Linked DNA regions of Mus musculus: regions 2 and 3 are each linked to region 1. The links are chromatin contacts, called in public Hi-C and HiChIP or PLAC-seq maps. All regions are on one chromosome and are shown on one strand. The core of a region is the stretch at or near the end of the contact, and the rest is flanking DNA. Distances in the headings are between cores, read along the strand shown. Region 1 overlaps Gm41253 (a long non-coding RNA gene). Region 2 overlaps Rap2a (RAS related protein 2a). Region 3 overlaps Mbnl2 (muscleblind like splicing factor 2).

Region 1 (3,265 bases), core at 364-2,863:
TTACTCAAAAAGCATTTCCACTGCATAAAGTATTCATATTTGCAATTCTTAATGAAAAATACATTTCACAAAATCTGACTCTCAATATAATGCGGATATAGAAGCATACATAGCTCTCTCAATGGTCAGAAAAGCATTTTTAACGGCTACTGTAAGAGAGTGGGGAGTTAATTAGAAAAAGTATAGGAGGCAAAAACAAGTTAGGAGCATACTAAAATGTTTTCTTTTTTACTTCTTTGTAATTTTCAAGTGGCTTGATTTTTTTACATACATATACCATGTTTCCATAACTCTTAAATTTAAAACCATCTCCTCTGTATACCAAGAATACAATGTGTACTAGTTGAGAATGCACTTGCTAAGATCTCCTTTACCAGAATTTAATATTAATTCACATATTTATACTTACAAAAGTATATATTTTACAATTGCTTTAGAATGAAATTAATTCATATACTTTTACACATATTTATGCATATCTCAGTAACAACTCCTATCAGTAGGATCTCTAAAACCAAAATAAAATTTAAAACTACTGTCCAAAATAAATAAAACAAATATTAGAGATGATGTGAAGAAATTGGAACCCTTTTACACTGAGAGCAGGAACGTAAAATTGTTTGACCTCTGAGGAAAACAGTGTGATAATTTCTAAAAATACTAAAAAATAAAATAAAATAGTTCTAGGGCCTGGCAAGATGTCTCAGTAAATAAAAGCACATGCCTGACATCCAGATTTGACCCCCAAACTCACAGTGGGGGAAAGAAACAACTCCCACAAGTTGTCCTCTGACCTCCCCAAGTGCACACACACAAACACACACACATGCACATGCTTACACATACATAAACATACATATATACATACATACATACATACATACATACATACACACACATGCACACACATACACAGACACACAGAGAGAGACATTCATGCGCTTTCTCTTCCTGGAGCTCGAATGGTGAAAACAGATTCAAACAGATCAATATTTTAGAAAAAAGTGCAATGAGACATGCTCAAGGACTGGGCAGGCATGGCCTGTGACTGTCAGGTGACCAAGCCAGGCCAGCGCCCTTGCAGCAACAGGGGAGACTGGGTGAACCACGGGGTTGGTTTGTTTTCCCACTGGTGTCCTTCACCATTTATTTAACTGTGACTCAGTGAGGTCCAGAAATCTGCAGCGTTTTAGTGAAGTGAAACAAAACCGGATTAACAAACCAGCTCAGTGCCTTTGCTGACACACTGGTAGAATGTCTCGGGTCTTTTCTGCAAATTCTTAGTTTCACATTACTATCATTTGCCATGAGTTAAACAAAGCAACTTTGTTAAATGTGCATAAAAGCATTTGCAGTTGAGATAATAAATAAGTGACTGTTTCCATTAGAGAGCACAACGCCCTGCTTCTAGACTTTCAGCTGATGGCTGATGGATGAATAAATACATCGAAACTATGACAGTGACAGTTCTGAGCTAGTTAAGAAACAATTGCTTGGGGATCAGAAGCGACGAGGCTGAAGAGATGGCTCAGTAGGTCAGAGCAGTTGCCACACAGTCAGGTTTGGATCCCGGCATCCGTATAAATGCTGGAGGTGGCTGCGTACAACTCTAACCCCAGCGCTGTGGGGAGTGAAGACAGGACCGCTGGGGCTTGCTGGCCACCAGTGAGAAAGGAGAGCACGCCCAGTTCCATAGCTGGTCACATGACCGCTTTCAACCACGTGGCAAAGGAACACCTCAATGAGGAAGTGAAATTTCAGCAAATGCCTGAAAGAAGCAAGCAGTGGCCTGAGAATAGACTCCTACATAGAACTACTCAGACTGGAGAAAGCCTGATGTGTTCAGACAACGTGTGTGGTTGGAGCAAAGTCAGCTGCAAGACAAAATGAGCTAATATTTCTCTTCTTAATTAATTAATTAATTAATTACATCTCAAATGTTGCCTTCCTTCCCTCAAATGTTGTCTCTTAGAGGACAGCCCCCATCCTGCATCCCATAATCCAGACACATCAAGTCTCTGCAGAATTAGGTGCATTCTCTCTGATTGATTGAGACCAGAAGTGGCAACCCTCTGTTACTTAAGTGCTAGGGCCTCAGACCAGCCCGTGTGTGCCCTTTGGTTGGTGAGCCAATATTTCAAAGCGTTCTGTGAGAGAGTCAGCATTTACTCCTGTGGCCCTTAGTGGTGATGTGTCTTGACTGCCATCCTGGGACGCAGAGAGCTACCTGGCCTAATCTAGCTCTGGGCTCCATTAGACAATGTCATATTAGGAAACCTGACTCAGTCCCCAACCTGTTGCCTCAGTTGCTTTCTGTTTCTGTGATGAAACACCATAACCAACCTGGGGAGGGAAGGATTTGTTTGACTTGCTGGTCCATCATCAGGAGAAGTTAAGGCAGGAACCTGGAGATAGGTCCGGAAGCAGAGTCTGTGGAACGGCGTTGCTTACTGGTCTGCTCCCGGTAGCTTGCTCTGTTTGCTTCCTTATGGAACCCAGAACCAACCACCTGCCCAGAACAGCGCCACTCGTAATGGGCTAAATATTCCCACATCTATCAGTAATCAATAAAACACCTTACAGGCTTGCCTATGGGCCATTCTGATGAGGGTATGTCCTCAATTGAGGGTTCCCCTCCCCAGATGACTCTAGCATGTGACAAGTTGACCAAAGCCTGGCCAACACGCCCACTCTGTGTTAAAACTCAGCTCTATAATTCCCAGCTGGCATCCGTTCCAGGTTGAACAGCAGTTGTGAGTCATAAGGATAGAGTCCAGGAAGGGGGCCCTGCTTCAGAAATCTAACCTGAAACTCCTAGGAAAGCAGAAGCAAAATGTATCCCACGGAGAACCCACGTCCTTACCGTGATGCACAGCTCATCCAAATAACTGGACAGAGAGAGAGTTTCTGCAGCTGTGGCAGGTTTAACAATGATGTCACCTCATCTCAAGCAATTCACATTTTAAATAGCGTCAGTAAATCCAAAGATGGAAGAACACACTGGCAATAAGGCAGCCATTTGTTCATAAATACGTCTCGATTTCCTTAAAGTGGGGCCCACAAAGGACCCAGCTCAGGGGTAATTGAACTGTGCTGTTCTGGGTGCCTCAGTTTTTTTTTTTTTCAGCAAATTGGCCACTTTCTTTCTAAATGTCCCCCTGGGACTCAGAAGACATTAAACACAATGACGATGCTTGCTGGAGACCATAATCCTATTTCAGGAAGATTCTCTTGGAGGTTAATATGGTTATATGCATATTTTTTC
Region 2 (3,223 bases), core at 197-2,696, 270 kb before region 1:
GGGCTAAGGTTAAAGGCATGAGCTGCCATATCTTGTGGCTGTTTTAGCTTTAAGTTTTTCTTGGTGGTGGTGGGGGAGGGTATCTATTGATTAATTATTTAGAGGAAAGAAAGAAATATATTTAAGTCTTTTCATGAGAATTGATGTGTTCTCTCAGGCAAGCACTCCTTTGCTCATAATTCCTAATGCCTTAGCTCTTCATAGTTTCAAGCATCTTTAAGCCCACCTCATTTAGGGGTAACTTTAACAAAATTATTTATTTCTGACACGGGGTGCTGAGAAGGTATGCACTCTGGTATAACGGAGACACGATTGCTCACGCAGCTCCCGTTCATACAGCTGTCAGTCTGGTCATCCAAGAGTTGGCCTGCCTTTAACCGTAGATCTCAAATCCAACATTCACTTAAAGGTGAAATGTGTGTGTTATGTTTCAGCACCGTGTCTGACTCTGGCCAACTGCTGTGGCCTACCTCATTGTGGGTCTCTGTGTGTGTCTGTGTATGTCTGTGTCCATGTCTGAGTGGTGTGTCTGTATATGTGTGTGTGAAATGTCCGTGTGTCTGTGTCTGAGTGTATATGTGTGTATGGTGTGTGTGTGTGTGTGTGTGTGTGTGTGTGTGTTGCTTTTAGCAGACTCAACCAGTTTGATTCCCACTCAGTTCTGATGACAAGGCTTCAGGCTTGTACTTGAAAATACCTCCTCACAGATCCACATTCCTGGCATGAATTGTCGTTACTTCTAATGATAAAGAGCCAGTTGAATGCAATCATAGCTACATTTTATAATTTTTTTTTCTTTTTTTGGGTGAGACAGGGTTTCTCTGTGTAGCCCTGGGTGCCCTAGAACTCACTTTGTAGCCCCGGCTGGCCTCGAACTCTGCCTGCCTTTGCCTCCTGAGTGCTGGGATTAAATGTAAACCACCCAGTTTACATTTCCCCCTTTAATGTGGGTTTGGAAATGCTGCAGCATCTTGGGTCTCCTAAAGATTTGTGGTGCACTTTGGAGTTGTGATCCTGAAGGAAACTTCCAGAACTATTGTCATTTTCATGTCCAGGGTCATGCTGTTCTCTAATGTTGGCCTTCCCTAGTCGAGGATAGAGATTCAGTGGCACAGCAGTGATTGGCAGGATTCAGCTAAGTAACAGACCTACTGACCAACCTAACTGTGCATGCTATATTATTGGAACATGATTCCCCACGTCCGTGTGTCCTCAGTATATAGTATAACCTCCTGAAGGTTTCTCTGCTATCCTGATTGAATGAGAACTTGTTTAACTATGTTACCAGTCTCCTCCCTTCAGTCTATTTTTTACTGAGGTAGACTTTGATGCAGTAGAGTAGACACTCCTTAACCCTTAGATCCATAGCTGGATGCTGTGCCGAGGACTCACAGCCCCTCCCACCTGCACTTCTCTTCCCTGCACTCAGCGTCTCTGGGTTCCTGTGAACTTGCATGGCATACATACCACAGAGACTCCTTCCACACCCTGCAGACCACAGAGCCTGTTCTGGCCAGAAGTAGAGTTTCTCTCAGAGTTTTAGCTCTGCACAGGGTTCTCACAGAACGACTAGATAAAAAGAGACGGGAAGAACTGGAAACCTCCCACTCCCTTTGGCCCCTTTCCTGATTCTGTTAGTTAGAAAAACAGTGGAGTATTTGTTTCCTGTATCTTGTTGCACTTTTTCTGGGCGTTTGTTACCTTGGTCTTGCACATGGTGCTGGGGTGGCTTTTTAATGCATGGAAAATGCCTGTGAGTTTCTTTCTATCGTCACTTGGGCCACCCTAATAGAATTGGAGGGTTCGATGTCAACCCTCATAATTTCTGTGAGAAAGCTGACATTTACATAAGTTGCATGGAGCCCCTGACAGCTCTAAACACACTCTTGGTGTCATCTTGTTTAGCTTACGTTACGCTTTTCACTGGACAAGTTCAGTGTCCACTCAGACCCTGGAGGGAGTCAAAGCAAAGGTGTGACAGAGAGAAGCCGTTAGAATGATGGGAATGACGAAAGCATCTGAGAACTAACAAGTTTAGAGGAAGTGTGCACCCTTGCTTAGCCCTGCCCTTCTTCCCAGCTCAGTACTGGACAGGGGATGGCGCCAGGCCTGGAGGTGGCTATATTCTTAGCATTCAGCACTGTGAGTGCTGTATAAATTCCTGCTGTCCACTGGAGATTCTGTGTGCAGCCACACAGCAGTTTGATGAACTCATCAATGGGTTTTGCTAATTCAAAGGCTTTAAAAGGAAAAAAAAGAACATGCATAGGGGTTTAAAAAATATACATTTTATATACCTTTTGGTGCAGAAATCACACTTACAAGGACATTCATCAGATTGCTGGTTATGTTTGCCAAAAAATGGCACTAATGATAATAAGAGTAAATTAGGATATGGTTTTAGGAGATACATACATACATATATGTTATATATGTGGATATATGCATATTATATCTATGTATCAGTCTTAAAATGTTATACTGTTTGGCCATCATGATATGCTGTATTTATTGAAATTAAGAACTCCATAATATTAAGCAAAAACAAACTACTAAATGGTTTGATCTCTTCGTATAAAAATGTATTCTTCTGTTAATATGCATGAGTAGGAGAAGTCTGAAAGTTTATATACTAAAATAGTTATGGTGCTCATTCTCACAAGGGAGATTAAGAGTCTCAGTCTCTCTCCCTCTCCCTCCCCCTCTCCCCCCTCTCCCCCTCTCCCTCTCTCCCTCTATTCTTCCCCCTCCTCTTTCTCTCCTTCTCCTCTCCACTCCTTCTCTCCCTTTCCCCCTCCCTCTCCTCCTCCCTCCCTCCCTCCCTCCCTCCCTTCCTCCCTCCCTCCCTCCTATTTAAATATTGGTGGGAATTAAAACAGAAGTTAGGGCCTGTGAAGGGGAAGGATGCAGACGTCCCAGGTCTGAACACAGCAAACTTTTAAACTCTTGAATTCTTAACACTAACATTTAACGAACAGACAGAAGGACATAGCCAGCTGCCCATAGCATGAATTCTGTGTCATGGGAGGTGTTCAGAACACTGCAGAGACATCTGGCAAGGGTGGCCACAGAGTGGCTGACACATTTGAGTATTGCTCTTTGCCTCAGGCCTTTTTAAGAGAGGAGATTTTAACACTGGGGAGAAAATTGAAAAAGGGAACTAAGAAAAACCTTTCTAGTTCTCTTCCAAACTCAAAGAGAATTCTATTCCAACCAGCTTATG
Region 3 (3,416 bases), core at 239-2,738, 340 kb before region 1:
GCCTTCTTTAACATATACAGAAAGCATATTTTTAAAGTTCTTTGGCCAGCAGCTTTGGTGCTTGGTTTTCCTGTAGGAACAGCCCTGGTGTTATGGCTCCAAGCTTACCCAGAGATGCTCTGAAAGGGGAGCGTCCTATGAATGGAGACAGGGTCTTTCAAAGACAGGTTCTCCATGGCATTCTTTCTGAGCGGACTCCTTAGGTAAGCTCAGTCCTCGGTGCTCTCTGCAGAAGTCCTAACCACAGCAGTCCCTCCAGGTGCCCTTTCCAGCTTTGTTCAGCCCATGGCATGGTCACTAAGGGACGCCTGTGTAACAGTACTGGAAAGTTCAGTGTGGTGCAAGCCTGGGGTGTGGAGATATGGCTCAGTCAGTAAAGAGCTTATCATGTGAGTTTGAAAACACTAGCTTGAACCTGCAGCATCCACAAACAAAGCTGAGCATAGGGGCGTGGATGCATGATCCCAGCACTGGGGAAACTCAGGCGGAGATTCTGGAGCCCAAAGGCCAGAATCAGGCTAGCCAAATCAGTGAGAGACCCTGTCCCCTCAAATATGGTGATGAGCAATTGAGGAAACACCCTGCCTGTATGGACCTCTAGCCTCCACATTCATGCACACACATATACACACACATGCATGCGTGCACACATGCATTCACATACACCCCCCATGTATATATATGTATGCATGCATTCACACCACACACATGCATGTATTCACACCATACACATGCACACACACACATGCATTCACATCACACACATGCATGCACACTCATCCATACACACACATAAGTGCATACATGTATGTATTCACAACACACACACACACACACACACACACACACACGTAGACAACTAGTTCCTGGGCAGCTATGGCTTACCCTGCCTGCTTCCTTTCTTCCTGGTTCTCATTTGACCCCTCAGGTCTAAGGTGTTAAGTTTTTCCTTCTTTCACAGCTGCATATCAAACATAATCTCATAGCTATTCTTCATAAATAAGCACTCTTCAATATTTTCAATAACACCAGGGAAAAAGATCAAGAAAAGAAAAGAAGTTGGGGGGGAGCTGCCTTATCCTTTTACCTTGCCCCTTAGTGTATGTAAGAGCCAGTCATTCTTAGGGGACATATATTAGAATCTCATATACTTTCAATTACAACAGAGTACAATATGTTAGTGGAAGATGAGCTGAGGCTAGCCCTCCTATCTCAGAGTAAAATGAAAAAAAAATGAGCCTTGGGATTCTCCCACAGGTGGAAGACAGAAGCCGGGACTAGCCTGGGAAAGAGAAGCCTTGCTGTCAGGTGCACGAAGAAAGCCCTGTCTTGATTCTTACCCCAGTGGATAGGCTAGCCCTGCACCCCCATCATGAATGTGTGAAGAGAATTCCAATCCTGTGACAGGAAAACTCAGTGCCCTAAGGACAGAGGACATGGATGATGAGCCATCTGTAAGGGGAAGTGACTGATCTTCCCCTTTAGTTTGCAATATCAAGCATTCCTAAGCCCCTTATTTCCCTACATTATACATTATTACATTATCATATTTCAACCACATTATAGTTGTGGACACCATTTTTTAAAGCCATCTAAGTGATTTTATTTATATGGCATTTGAAAACATGGGGAGGGGCGGGGGAGTTGTTTGTGGTGAGCTTGTGATATGTGGCTTGGGAAGAAACTATCTAACTGAATCAGTCATTCTGGGGTAACCGTGAGTGTTTCAGAGCACACATGCAAGGACCAGTCTTGTCTTAGTGTGAGAACCCTCCAGCAATAGCTTCAGAGGCCCTGGATTTCGAGGCCATGATCAAAGTCACACTGCAATGCACCCAGGGGTCTAGATGCTTCCACATAGGACTTGTTTAATAGGACACGTGGATGCTTGATCCCAAGTCAGGAACTTCCACTTACAGATTTTATCTATGTAATATGCCCGTGTGGGCCTTGGTCAATAATTTAATGAGGGTGGCGTTAACATTTTTCATATAGAAGACCCAGTTACTAATATTTTATATAACAGTTTTTTTTAATATTAAAACATATTCCTAAAGTCTTCCCTTTATTAACCACAGAACGGAGGGGGAAACGTTCGGCACCAGTGAAGATAGAGTCTGTGTTCCCAGCACACACCTGTGATCCCAGCATACACCTGTGATCCCAGCATACACCTGTGTTCCCAGCACACACCTGTGTTCCCAGCACACACCTGTGATCCCAGCATACACCTGTGTTCCCAGCACACACCTGTGTTCCCAGCACACACCTGTGTTCCCAGCACACACCTGTTTCAAGAGTAGTGGATTAGAGGCAGAATGGTCAGAACTTCAAAGTCATACTTAACTACACAGCAAGTCTGAGGCCAGCCTTGGGCTAAATGAGACCCTGCCTCCAAATTAATTTTAAGATAACCTTTTGACACATCCTTCCATGTGTGGCAATCAGAATACTGTGTGGGTTTTGCCTCTCTGGAAACATCAGAAATGGACACCATTTTTGGTGACAGTAACAGCTGCTATATAAGAGACTTGTGTGGCTATAGAGCAAAGAAGAAGAGAAAAAGAACAGTAATAGGTGTGAGCAGGGCGTCGTAAAAAGAAGGCAGAGAAGAGAGGGATTGGGAAACACCTCATCAACGGAGCACATCTTAGCATGGACAAGACCATAGGTTCAGTCCCCATCACAGAAAAAGAAGTAAAGAAATAATATCCAATGGTAGAAAACAGGCAAGTCTCTGTTATACTTTAAAGGAAATAAGTTCTGTTTCAGAAAATAGGGAAATGTCCTTTAGAGCCCTGTGACCATGGGGAAGGTCTTCTAACATATTTGCCACATTTAGACATTTTCCTCCAGTGGAATTTTGGTTTGCTGGCCACATCTTCCTGTGTGATTCTGGCCCCAGCCTGGAGAACTGTTCTTTTCATCTCTATATGACAAGAAGTGAAGACAGTTTGTAGCAATAATGTATTTTCCCAAGATATTTCACATATCACCAAAGGCTACAGTGTCTTTTGCAGTCTTAGGGGCTTTGCTCTTGCCTGCATTGCCTGCTATCCCATAGTTCAGCTGATGGTCATGTGTGAATGAGGCACTGTCTTCAGTTTCTTCCTCTTTATTCATCCATTCAACCAGATACTGCTGATTCCTGTGTGCCCAGCCCTCATCCTAGACACCAGGGGCATAAAGATGAGTTCTCTAACTTCCCTTCTGGGGAATCTGCTGAGGACTCGGTTAATGTACCTACCTGAAAATATCCACTACAACCTGAAGTTTTTGGTACCAAGAACCTTTGAGGTTCTACACAAATATTTTATAAGGTATATTTTATCTACCACTCCAAAGTCAGCATAAAGACAGCTCTTGATGGCTAATCACAGGGGAAATGTAAGGAAAACAATCCCTTGTTCTTCTTA

Evidence for each region. Hi-C and Micro-C count contacts between places; a contact is called where the count stands out from the background. HiChIP or PLAC-seq counts read pairs in DNA pulled down with a chosen protein or histone mark.
Region 2: a contact with region 1 is called in a Hi-C map of bone marrow-derived macrophages, with 21 read pairs. The contact joins two enhancer-like sites. A contact is called at or near these places in 5 of 39 promoter capture datasets (the 3T3-L1 cell line, hippocampal neurons, liver and 1 more), 12 of 484 Hi-C or Micro-C datasets (the STO cell line, adipose-derived mesenchymal stem cells, bone marrow-derived macrophages and 8 more) and 8 of 115 datasets of contacts at active chromatin or transcription factors (bone marrow-derived dendritic cells, bone marrow-derived macrophages, embryonic basal ganglia and 4 more).
Region 3: a contact with region 1 is called in an H3K4me3 HiChIP or PLAC-seq map of bone marrow-derived macrophages, with 8 times the contacts expected there. The contact joins two enhancer-like sites. A contact is called at or near these places in 8 of 484 Hi-C or Micro-C datasets (bone marrow-derived macrophages, cerebral cortex, cortical neurons and 3 more), 1 of 115 datasets of contacts at active chromatin or transcription factors (bone marrow-derived macrophages) and 1 of 9 other capture datasets (bone marrow-derived macrophages).

Annotation. Positions count from the first base shown.
Region 1 is chr14:120,761,253-120,764,517 of GRCm38.p6, forward strand. It overlaps Gm41253 (a long non-coding RNA gene), which reads right to left. Exons shown (of 6, transcript XR_874981.1): 6 at 859-1,768. Among named protein-coding and RNA genes, the nearest start is that of Gm25781, 36 kb to the right of the region's middle. Within about 2 kb of position 1,614, at least 61 of the 459 cell types and tissues checked have an H3K27ac peak or open chromatin away from gene starts, as enhancers often do. A contact at or near this core is called in bone marrow-derived macrophages and microglia, where this site is marked.
Region 2 is chr14:120,494,970-120,498,192 of GRCm38.p6, forward strand. The region is part of intron 1 of Rap2a (RAS related protein 2a); the gene reads left to right. Among named protein-coding and RNA genes, the nearest start is that of Rap2a, 18 kb to the left of the region's middle. Within about 2 kb of position 1,447, at least 44 of the 459 cell types and tissues checked have an H3K27ac peak or open chromatin away from gene starts, as enhancers often do. A contact at or near this core is called in bone marrow-derived macrophages and microglia, where this site is marked.
Region 3 is chr14:120,420,028-120,423,443 of GRCm38.p6, forward strand. The region is part of intron 7 of Mbnl2 (muscleblind like splicing factor 2); the gene reads left to right. Among named protein-coding and RNA genes, the nearest start is that of Gm26679, 33 kb to the left of the region's middle. Within about 2 kb of position 1,489, at least 2 of the 459 cell types and tissues checked have an H3K27ac peak or open chromatin away from gene starts, as enhancers often do. A contact at or near this core is called in bone marrow-derived macrophages, where this site is marked.